2 separate regions of the Sus scrofa genome follow, and region 1 is linked to region 2. A link is a contact called in public Hi-C data. All regions are on one chromosome and are shown on one strand. The core of a region is the stretch at or near the end of the contact, and the rest is flanking DNA. Distances in the headings are between cores, read along the strand shown.

Region 1 (5,559 bases), core at 2,907-5,406, 300 kb after region 2:
GAAAGTGCCAAGCACAGTGCCTGGCTATAGGGAGCTGTGTAAACAGAATTAACCCCGTGGCTGCATGATGAATGAACAACTGAAAGAGAGGTGGCATTTGATCTTGAAAAATGAGTAGGCTGGACTGGAAACCATGCCAGAGCAAAGGCAACCATGTGAGCAAAGAAAGAGGAGTGCAAATTCCAGGCAGATTTAGGAAAAGGTGAGTAGGTCTGTGACTGGACTTCGGGGATAAGTGATAGTGTTTTCACAGTCAGTTAGAGCCAGATCATAGATGCCTCAGAGTCCACTTCGGGGAATCTAGGTTTTGTCTGTCCCAGGGGAAGCCATTGGAAGTTTCAGAGAGGAGAGGGGCCCTGCAGATCTGTGCTTTAGAGACCTGGCTGGTGACACAGGTAGGCAAGGACAGGATGGAGAAAAGCCCAGAGTCACAGGGGCTGGTTCCGAGACTGATGCCAGTGGTGAGACTAAATCTGCTGTGATGGTCGACTGCTGGAACAGCACCCTCAGAAAAATGATCTGAGCCCCACTGTTGTTATCTGATAGAACAGGGTGTGATGTAGCCTACAGAAAAATGCCAGCCAAATGCTATGGCCTGACAGTCCATCGTGAAATCAGACTCAAGAAAGTGACTTCCCAGTGGTGAAATGGGAGGGGAAACATCTCCTGAGAAGGAAAAATCAGCATAGTGTAACTAACTCAGAATGGAACTCTTAGCTACCTATTGTCCTTAATTTTCAACAGTCTTAAGTGCTTTGAGGAGAGAACATTCTAAGTGGGTATTTTCTTTTTTCTTCTTTGAGAAGGCTACACGTTGTTTATACCATTTGTCCTTTTTCCTATGCTTGTGACACAAATTATGGTTTCATCCAGAGTAACCCTAAAGTATCTCACTTTTACTACCCTTGAGAACTGCTTCCTTCTTTGTTAAATACAGATTGCAAAAAAGGAACATGGAAGACAGTACAGGTGTTTGTGAACAGCCTTCTAAGTTCCTGAACTCTAGTTTCTTAATGTTTCACCATTTTCCACTAATACATTTACATACATTGAGTAGTAATGAGGGCGTTACTTGAGTGCATAGGTCTATTCAATTTTGAGTTACACACATGCACACACACACGCCACTCCCTCAGAGTTTTGGGGGAGCAGGGAGAAGACCTTTCTTCTCCTTCTACCTCTTATCTTTAGAAACAGCTGATAAACAAAACATGGGATGGAAATCAAAATATCAAAGGTACCCTTGATCAAGCTGGTTGGAAAGTGTGGCTTGACATTTGCAGCTGAAAGGGTTTGCGCAACAGTCTCTACTTCTGGCTCTTCCTCCCAACACGTAGAAATGATGGCCCACCTAAGGAGATCCTTGTGTCTTCAGAGCACACAGACCTTGCCAGGGGGATGCTGTCCCCATTGGTCTGGAGTTGATAGGGCAGAAGAGAATCGCCCCCTTCTTTTGATTTTTCAGTTTTAAAATTTTGTCTAGAGTTTTTTTTGATAATATTTTTTTCATAGTTATTTCCCCAATACAATTTTTTTTCTACTGTACAGCATGGTTACCCAATTACATATACATGTACACATTCTATTTTCACGCATTATCATGCTCCATCATAAGTGACTAGACATAGTTCCCAGTGCTACACAGCAGGATCTCATTGCTAATCCATTCCAAAGGCAATAGTTTCCAAGCTTCCCAACCACCCCACTCCCTCCCCCACCCCCTTGGCAACCACAAGTTTGTTCTCCATGTCCCGGATTTTCTTTTCTGTGGAAACGTTCATTTGTGCCATATATTAGATTCCAGATATAAGTGATATCATATGGTATTTGTCTTTCTCTCTCTTTTTTTTTTTTTTTTTTTTTTTTTGCCTTTTCTAGGGCCGCTCCCGCGGCATATGGAGGTTCCCAGGCTAGGGGTCTAATCAGAGCTGTAGCCGCCGGCCTACTCCAGAGCCACAGCAGTGCGGGATCTGAGCCATGTCTGCGACCCACACCACAGCTCTCAGCAATGCCAGATCCTTAACCCATTGAAGCAAGGCCAGGAACTGAACCCGAAACCTCACCATTCCTAGTCGGATTCATTAACCACTGCACCACGACAAGAACTCCTGTCTTTCTCTTTCTGACTTACTTCATTCAGTATGAGAGTCTCTACTTCCATCCATGTTGCTGCAAATGGCATTATGTCGTTCTTTTTTATGGCTGAGTAGTATTCCATTGTGTATATATACCACATCTTCCTAATCCAATCATCTGTCAATGGACATTTGAGTTGTTTCCATGTCTTGGCTATTGTGAATAGTACTGCAATGAATATGCAGGTGCATGTGTCTTTTTTAAGGAAAGTTTTGTCCGGATATATGCCCAAGAGTGGGATTGCTGGATTGTATGGTAGTTCTATGTATAGATTTCTAAGGTATCTCCATACTGATCTCCATATCTAGAGTTTTTTTTTAATGAAGGTATAGTTGATGTACAATGATGTGCCAATTTTGCCATACAGCAAAGTGACTCCGTGATACATATATATCCCAGAAGACTAGATCTAGTTCCCTGTGCTGTACAGCAGGACCTCATTGCTTATCCATTCTAAACGTAATAGTTTACGTCTGCTAACCCCAAACTCCCCATCTGCTTTTTCAGGATGAGCTCCACCCACACAAGTGACACAGACCAGAGCAGGGCAGATCATGTCACCCATAATTAGACCCCTTAGCATTCTCTGGGGGGAGAAGACAAAGAAGGAGGGGAGTATAGAGCAAGAGAGGGAATGGATTATCTGGGGGAACCCACCCCACACACCCAGCTACACAAAAGCAGTGCAAATCAGTGGAAGGAACTTTACACACCACACACACACACACACACACACACACACACACACACACAAATATCTTCAGGCTTTATTTGAAGGAAAAGTTCATGTAAGTATCTTTGATTATAATTTTGCTTCTGTGTGCTATGATTTTAATGACTAGTACTCTTAGAGTTGAATATTTACTAGATCAGAATGCATGTATTATGTACACATATACATTCAAGAATGAAGAGTATTTTAAAGGCATATTTCAAAAAATAATGAATTTTGGAGTTCTCATCATGGAGCAGCAGAAACGAATCTGACCATGTGGTTGTGGGTTCGATCCCTGGCCTTGCTCAGTGGGTTAAGGATCCAGTGCTCCCCTGAGCTGTGGTGTGGGTCACAGATGCATTGCTGTGACTGTGGTGCAGGCCGGCAGCTGTAGCTCCGATTCGATCCCTAGCCTGGGAACCTCCACATGCCGCAGGTGCAGCCCTAAAAAGCAATAAATAAATAAATAAATAAATAAATAAATAAATAACAATAATAATAATAATAACAATGAATTTCGAATAAAACACTAATTCAGAAAAATGATTGTAAGTTAAACTGTAGAAGTCATCATTAAAATAGTGACTATCAAAAGTATGATGTTGTTTCTGACACCATAGTGGGGCCCAGGCTGCTCAGTGTGGTGGAGGTATCCTGTTTCAGTAACCACAGACTACTTCAGCCCTTCTCAACTTTGTCCACACATTTTGTTCTTCGTGCTTTTATCTTTTCTGGGAGCTTTGCATGTGTCTTTCAGTTTTTTGATTTGGTGCCTCTCTAGTCCCGTACTAGAAACTCTTCAGTACTGGAAATCAAATGATTGAATGGGAGGCTCTCACCCAGAAGGTAAAGCCACAAGCTGAAAGGTCTAGGCTGCCTAGTAATTCTTGTATTGACATTATACCTTTTAAAAATGTTTTATCCACACCTTTGTGATTTTTCACGGGAGACTTCTTTCCTTAAAGACTTCATATACAACAAATAGTGCTAAATAACTTTTCCAAAGAACCAAGGAAAAGCAGGTGAGATATGGGCTGATTGTGAGAATGGAATAAGGATGGCTTGTCGAGCAGTGTGAACTGGTAGCAGCAACGGGGGCAAAGCAGAGAGCAGAAGATGGTATCTCAGAACCTCCAAGGTCAGTAAATTTAAGACAGTAAAGCTAAGATTGCACTCAAATCTTTTGTAATTCCAAGCAAAATACAGAGATTAAAGTTTACACTCAAGGCTCAATTTTTAGCTTAGATAAGAGTTGTACTCTGTTGTGTAACATGTTTACTTAATCCTTGCTGTTGTGTCACAGGGACATACAGTCAGAAAAAGAGATACTGCTGTGATGCAACAGGATTGGCAGCGTCTCTGAAGTGCTGGGCTGCAGATTCGATCCCTGTTCTGAATTGTGGGTTAAGGATCTGGCATTGCCACAGGTGCGTCGTAGGTCGAAACTGCATCTCAGGCCTGATCCCTGGCCTGGGAACTCCATATGCCACAGGGCAGCCAAAAACAAAGAAGGAAAGAGCAGTTCCTTTGCCTCTTTCTGCCTATAGCCTGAGTTCCCATAGGCCATTTCGTGTCTTTGGATATTGCCAAAGAAGCAATCACAGGAGTTTCTGTTGTAGCTCAGCGGGTTAAGAACAGGTATAGCATCCATAAGGATGCAGGTTGGATCCCCACCCTTCCTCAGTGATTAAGGAGCCTGTGTTGCTGCAAGCTGTGGTGTAGATCACAGATGCAACTCGGATCTGGCATTGCTGTGGCTGTTGGTGTAGGCTGTCAGCTGCAGCTCCGATTCGACCCCAAACTTGGGAAGCTCTATATGCTGCAGGTGAAGAAAAAAAAGAAGAAAAAAAAGAAAGAAGGAAAAAAGAAACAACCAGAAGCCTGGCGGGATAGAATCATGCAGTTTAGCACCTCGGACTCCCAGTGTGGCTCCCTCCCCTCTCTTCCTACGCTCACTGCCCAGCTTACACCCAGAGTCCGCTATATTTTGATAGTGAATTTAAAAAATAGCCCCCAATTTCCTGTGTATATTTGCCAACAAAACCTTTAGAAGTCCAGAGTTATCATTGGCCAGAGATAAATTGTCCATTGGATTTTGAATTTTAAGTCTTTAGAAAAATAAGTTAGAATCCAAGGGGAGGGGGGAAACACCATAACTAATGCTAATGTTTTGGTGAAATTGTTTACTAGTATAATTTGGAAATAACCTACTCTCCAGGAGAGCACTGCCCTATCCTTGATTGGAGAGACTTTTCATTTCAAATGACAGCTGAACTCTGTTCCCAGGGATCAGCTTTTGAAGGCAAGTCATGTTTGCAATAGCATCTAAGTTTTTAAACAGCTTTACTAGTCTGTCTGAGTTGGTGAGGTCTTTGTTCACTCAAAAGAGAGGAAGAGGTTACTCTTCAGTCCCAAATAAACCCTCTTTGTTTACATTTTTGCCTAGAAAAGAACGATCACCTGGAGATGACATCAGAAAGTTGATTGACTAGTCAGTTATCAGGGGACTGTGGGCTTGAATGAGACAAATATGGTGATAGAGATAATAGACTCTGGAATTTGGGAAATAAAGTTGGCTCGGATATTCTTTAGGGACTCTCAAAACTAAATGAAAATGAACTCCATTAAGGATGAAAGCATTATCTTAGTAAAAGTCTCAGGCTTTCATTTTCTCTCTTGAAGACTTGTTTGGTACACACATATGTTGC
Region 2 (5,291 bases), core at 1,476-3,975:
GGTTTTAAACACTTCTGCTCCAGAATGAAATGAGAAGCAAAAGGCAGTGCCCATTAATTTATAATTAAGCTGGTTGGGAAAAGGGAAGCACATGCTAGCAGCCTGGTCCTCCGGTGACTGATACGCTCCCTGCCGCAGCGCCACCGCTGGAGGATGATTTATGATTTTTCCTAATGCTTCTCATTCTCGTTTCAGCCGAGAAGGTCACCCACAAAAGACAGAAGCCGGGAAAGAGGCGGCACAGTTTGACTTTGGGTGGCTGCCTTTTTCTCCTTCCTTTCACTTAAATTTTGGTATTTACAGCTTACCCGTCTTAAATTTGACACTCAGCAGACATAAACTGTATTCTTGAGAGGATTAAAGGATTATTCACTCACTAGCTTAATCAGATTAATCAGAGATTTTGAACAAGATATCTAATGCCATTCACAAGATGAGATGTGTGATCAGTGCCTGCTAGTTGAATTCGGCTTGAACACACAAGTACATGCACTCAGGCTCACGACACAAACACAGATAATACACACATTGATTTTTATTTGACTCATTATGGTTTATTATTGAAAAATGCTTATTTTGTAATCATGATCAATTAGCCTCTTCTGCCCTCTTGTCTAATGACAGAATGGTCAGGTGCCTGTATGTTTCTCAGTGTTATTTAGATTTGAATTACTTTGTTCACTACAGGTAATTTGAATTTATTTTTAGAATTGCCTTTTTATTGTCATACTATTCTTTAAAAGAAACACTAGAACTTTTTAAGGAGAAATAATTATTTCTACATTTATATGAAGTAACCCTTGAAAGATGAATATTACTAAATTAAATTACAAAGCAAGAATAAGAAATATCCTGGAAAAATAATTTATTGTTTCTGTTATTATTGTATCAATTATTGCTATTCCATTCCTATTAGGAGCTTAAGTTCTATTCTACATTTATTTTAATAAGCTCCTTTTTCTGCAGAAACAGGAGGCAGCAAAGACCCTTTGTACTGCAGACATATTAAACCAGGATTGGGACCAACTGTCCCATTGTATAAACTCTTATTTTAAAGCAGCCTGAGTTAAGCAGATTTTGTTGGATTTACTTTTATTTGGGTCTTATGCTATTTGGGGGATAGACATTGTAATATTGGAAATATTCTCAAAGATAGGAAGAAGCAAAATTAAAATGTGAGCCCTGTTTGTCCACGTATTAATCAGAATCACTTGATCCAGAGACACACGAGCCCCCTGGGAGCAGGACAGAGTTGTATCTCCCGAACAGCCTCACGGTTTAGGACCCAGAGAATTTGGATGCCCTGGCTTTTTAGCTGGACTCTTAGGTCATTTCTGACAGTTATATATTTATTATAAAGTCTTCATTAATCTGTTTATCACACTCATGAATGTTTGGTGGTGAAGCTGTCTTTAATGTATTAATTCCAGTACCTGATATTTAAGCCTATAGAGGGATTCATACTTTTCAAAGTCCTTTCACAGATTTGGTCCTCACAGGGAGCCCATGAAATGAAAACACATGCCATTACCTATTTTACACATACAGAAAGTAAGTGCTTTACCCAAGGTTAAGTGATAGAATTAGGACCAATATCCAAGTCTTTTCATTTTGAGGCCAAAATAAGGCCACTCCTTTTCCTGTTGTACGTTGAAGCATTTTCCTAACAGCTTGGGGTTTGGATGGCTCCAGTTACACGCACCCTGCACGAGTGTGTGTGTGTGTGTGTGTGTGTGTGTCTGAGAGAGAGAGGAAGAGAAGCAGAGAGAGAGAAAAGGAGAGAGAGGTGACACAGCAAGTTTATGATATGGCTTGCAGCAATGAAATAAAATAAACAATAGTTCCAACTTAGCAAACACTGAAAACAAAAAAAAAAAATCAAATAAAAGTGAACAATGGATTTTGGTCAGTTTCCTGGGCTTTTGAGCAGCAATAAGATTTTATTGCCACACCACAGCCAAAAGTTAGTAAAGGATGAAATCACGAGCCTCTATTTCAGAGCCATCAGAGCACTAGGAATGCTGGCGAAGTTTTATAGTGCTTATATTTGCCAGGAATGGTTCCTATATCATCTCATCTAATCCTGAGGTGGGTTTCTTATTATTACCCCCTTTTCAGGTGGAGACACTGAAACGCAGGGAATTTAGGTAACACGCATGAGGTCACACCAGTTCCTGAGTGGCAGGTGAAGGGGGCGCTCTGTTCTTTGTCATCCTGCCCTCTCCCCCCATCAAATATGCATTAACAAGTCTGGCTGCTTTACAAAATATGATTTCTGCATTGCCACCTAGTCATCTTAATTTTTGCATTGGATATGCATTTGCAGCACTATTTTTTGACAGAAACGGCCACGTTTGTTGCGGCTGCATGTCAGTCATAGCATGCTTTTGGGGCTTAGGACTTGCCAGGTATATGTGAGCTGTTTTCCCCTTCATGGCAGTTAATCCTCACTTGGGAGACTGGAATTGTCTTGCTCATGAGCCGAGAGAGAATATGAGGCTGGGAGAAAGTAAGCAAGCTGTCCAAGGCCAAGGCCAAGTAGAGAGGCTGCAGTCCAATCCCAGCCTGATTCCATGCCAGAACAGCCTCTCCTCGAACCTGAACGAGAGGCCATGGCTGGGGGCACGGCGTGGAGCTTCTGACCCTCCCCTCACTAGAAGTGCCATAATCAGAACTGGAAATGAGAACCCTCAGTGCTTCAGACACACAGCGTTATCTTCCTCCCACGTGGGGGCGGAGCAGGCTTCCTTTATCTGAGTTCACGCCATCAGCACTAAGTCATCAAACCCAGTTCCCCCTTCCTTCTCCTGGGCCTTAGCAGTACTTTTTACGTTATGAGACCACGTTTTCATTCTTAATCAAGTGCACCACATTATTTCTGATGATCTTCTTTCTTTGGGGGGAATGTAAGCAGTATTTGGTGCCTCGGTTTTCTGTGCCTCTCTATACATGGTTTTTGCTCCAAAACCACAGAGCAGTATGATGTTACAAAGGTCAGGATCATCTGTTTACCTAGGAAGGGCAAATCCCAAAATTATTCCTCTCTGTGCTGGGTAGAAAAATAATATTCTTTGGGGAGAATGCTGATATTTTAAAAATCTGCGTGATTGGGTAACCATCTATCTGAGGCTGATGTTCAGGGACCAGGAATTATTTTTGATAGGCATGACTGCTTTTTCTTGTTTGTGTCTTTAAAGATCATTTGCAAAATATCTCAAGTGCAGTGAGCATATCAAATATATACATTTCCTGCACATACGCAAACCTTCATAGTATTATGGGCACACATTTCCTGATGCCCCAAAGTAAAAAAAAAAAAAAGTTACCTCTCCTCTGAAAACACATTTGTGTTGGATTACACCCTAAATTTCTTCCTCTTAAAAATACTTGGTAGTGACTATATGCTAATATAATAGTTGTTTTTCAGTTGTAGAAAATGTAAACAAAGCAGCACCATGATGGAAGGTAATGGGTTAAATGAGGTTAAAAACAAAAAACAAAAACAATGAAGTTGGTCTGTTTAAACATTGTTGTCTTCTATTCAAATATCCACTGGGAAGGTCCTTAATGGGTCAGCCAACATGTGGCATAATTTTGGACTTGTGTTTGGGAAGAGACATGGACTCTGTTACTCTTTGAAGAGCATGGATGTGTAAGCAGCTCGTTAGTGTGTATGCCTTCCCAGTGGGATGCCGCACAGTCATTTTCTTCACAGCTATTCTGTGGTAGCTTATCCTGCACCCCCAACAGAGGCTGATACTTCTGGAAGCATCAGACCCCTGAGAAATGGTGTGTAAGAGACTTTGGACTTAGCATTTCGTGGAAAGAGAAATCCCATGACTTCTGCACCTAAACCATAAGGGACTGTGTGACCATGTTGGCAGGCACCGGGTCACTTGGCTTTCATATCTGAGCAAAGATACTGGATTTTGGTAACAACCACCATTGGGTTATGCAAGGGAACACAATTTGGCCCCTACATATCCCCATGTTTATAAACAGAGAGCCTGTTCCCAGAATAAAGCTAGCACCAGAGATAAGAGCAAAAGAATATGAGCTGAGTGGGGTGGGAGGAAAGAGCCTAAGGATGAGAGTCCACTCTGGATCTCATTCTCCCTTCATGGCCCAACAAATATTTGTTTGCCAAACTTTTGTTTGCTTTTCCATGGCAGCCGCCGTCCTCCCCTTGGAAATCCCAAACCACTACCCGCAACCACCTCTTTTGTCTTTAGCTTAAGATGGTATTTAAGGTGAATTTTTCAGCCATTGGGGGAGTTACTCAGTATCCCTGGGCCTCTTCCATACATACACGCTATTAAACTTTCGTTCGATTTTCTCTCATTCAATTTTCTCTTGTTCATCTGTCTCTTGTCAATCTAATTCCTAGACCAGCCAGAAGAACCTAGAAGGGTAGAAGAAAATTTCTTCCTCTCTGTCAGCTAACATGGTAGTTATTCTAGATGGATGACCCTTATAAGATTTCAAGGTTATGGGTCACTGGAAACCTTCCCTTGGTTTCTGCATGCAGCTGCTCACTAGCGAGGGCTTTCCTCGTCGCCGGGGGTCTCTTGGTGGCAAAGTCCAAGCACTGTTCTGCTCACTTCCTGTGTGTGTGTGTGTGTGTGTGTGTGTGTGTGTGTGTGTAAGAGAGAGAGGCAGGGGGCAGGGAGAGAGGAGACTTGGGTGTATTGTCTATGGGAAAAGCAGTGGAGGCAGCAGAGTTGGGCTTCTTAGTGAGTCTGCTTATGTGCATTTATTTATATCTGTATCACAAGGCCACTGGAGTTTTGGAAATATCCTATATCTTAACCTGGGTGGAGTCTAGGTAAAAGTTAAAATGTCCATTGAAGATATATATGTTTTATCTATAAAATTAAAAAGTTGGGACTCACTTTCTTTACAGCAAGTGTGTATTTATTTTGTCGGTACTTATTTTTGCATGCGTTACAGTTCCACTTAGGATTCCTTTCGCTCCTCGATGAATTCCTAATAGTAAGTGACCATGGTGCTTTGGGAGGCACCACACATTTCACCAGCTGTCCCCCGATTCTCCGAGCTCCGCTGGTTCAGCCTTCAGAGCCCTTCCCCGCCGTCCACACCATCTCTTTCCACAGAGCGATTCCTAAGAGGAAGTTTTCTAGAGTTCCAGCGCACTTGGGCCTTCCAATCTAGCACACAGCCCCTGGCACCCAAGTCCCTCCCTGCCGCTTACTGGGACACAGGTGGTCCCCCTCCTGGGATTACTGCAGAAAGAAAAAAATGTAGAATTCGCAAATATGTAAAAGGAATCA

Evidence for each region. A called contact is a pair of places that touch in the nucleus more often than the background predicts.
Region 1: a contact with region 2 is called in a Hi-C map of liver, with 2.6 times the contacts expected there. A contact is called at or near these places in 3 of 47 Hi-C or Micro-C datasets (liver and skeletal muscle) and 1 of 2 datasets of targeted methods (skeletal muscle).

Annotation. Positions count from the first base shown.
Region 1 is chr4:69,678,270-69,683,828 of Sscrofa11.1, forward strand. All of the region lies in intron 1 of LOC100738003 (25-hydroxycholesterol 7-alpha-hydroxylase-like), which reads left to right. Among named protein-coding and RNA genes, the nearest start is that of BHLHE22, 120 kb to the right of the region's middle.
Region 2 is chr4:69,382,731-69,388,021 of Sscrofa11.1, forward strand. All of the region lies in intron 3 of LOC110260285 (a long non-coding RNA gene), which reads left to right. The region is part of intron 4 of LOC102167557 (a long non-coding RNA gene); the gene reads right to left. Among named protein-coding and RNA genes, the nearest start is that of ARMC1, 400 kb to the left of the region's middle.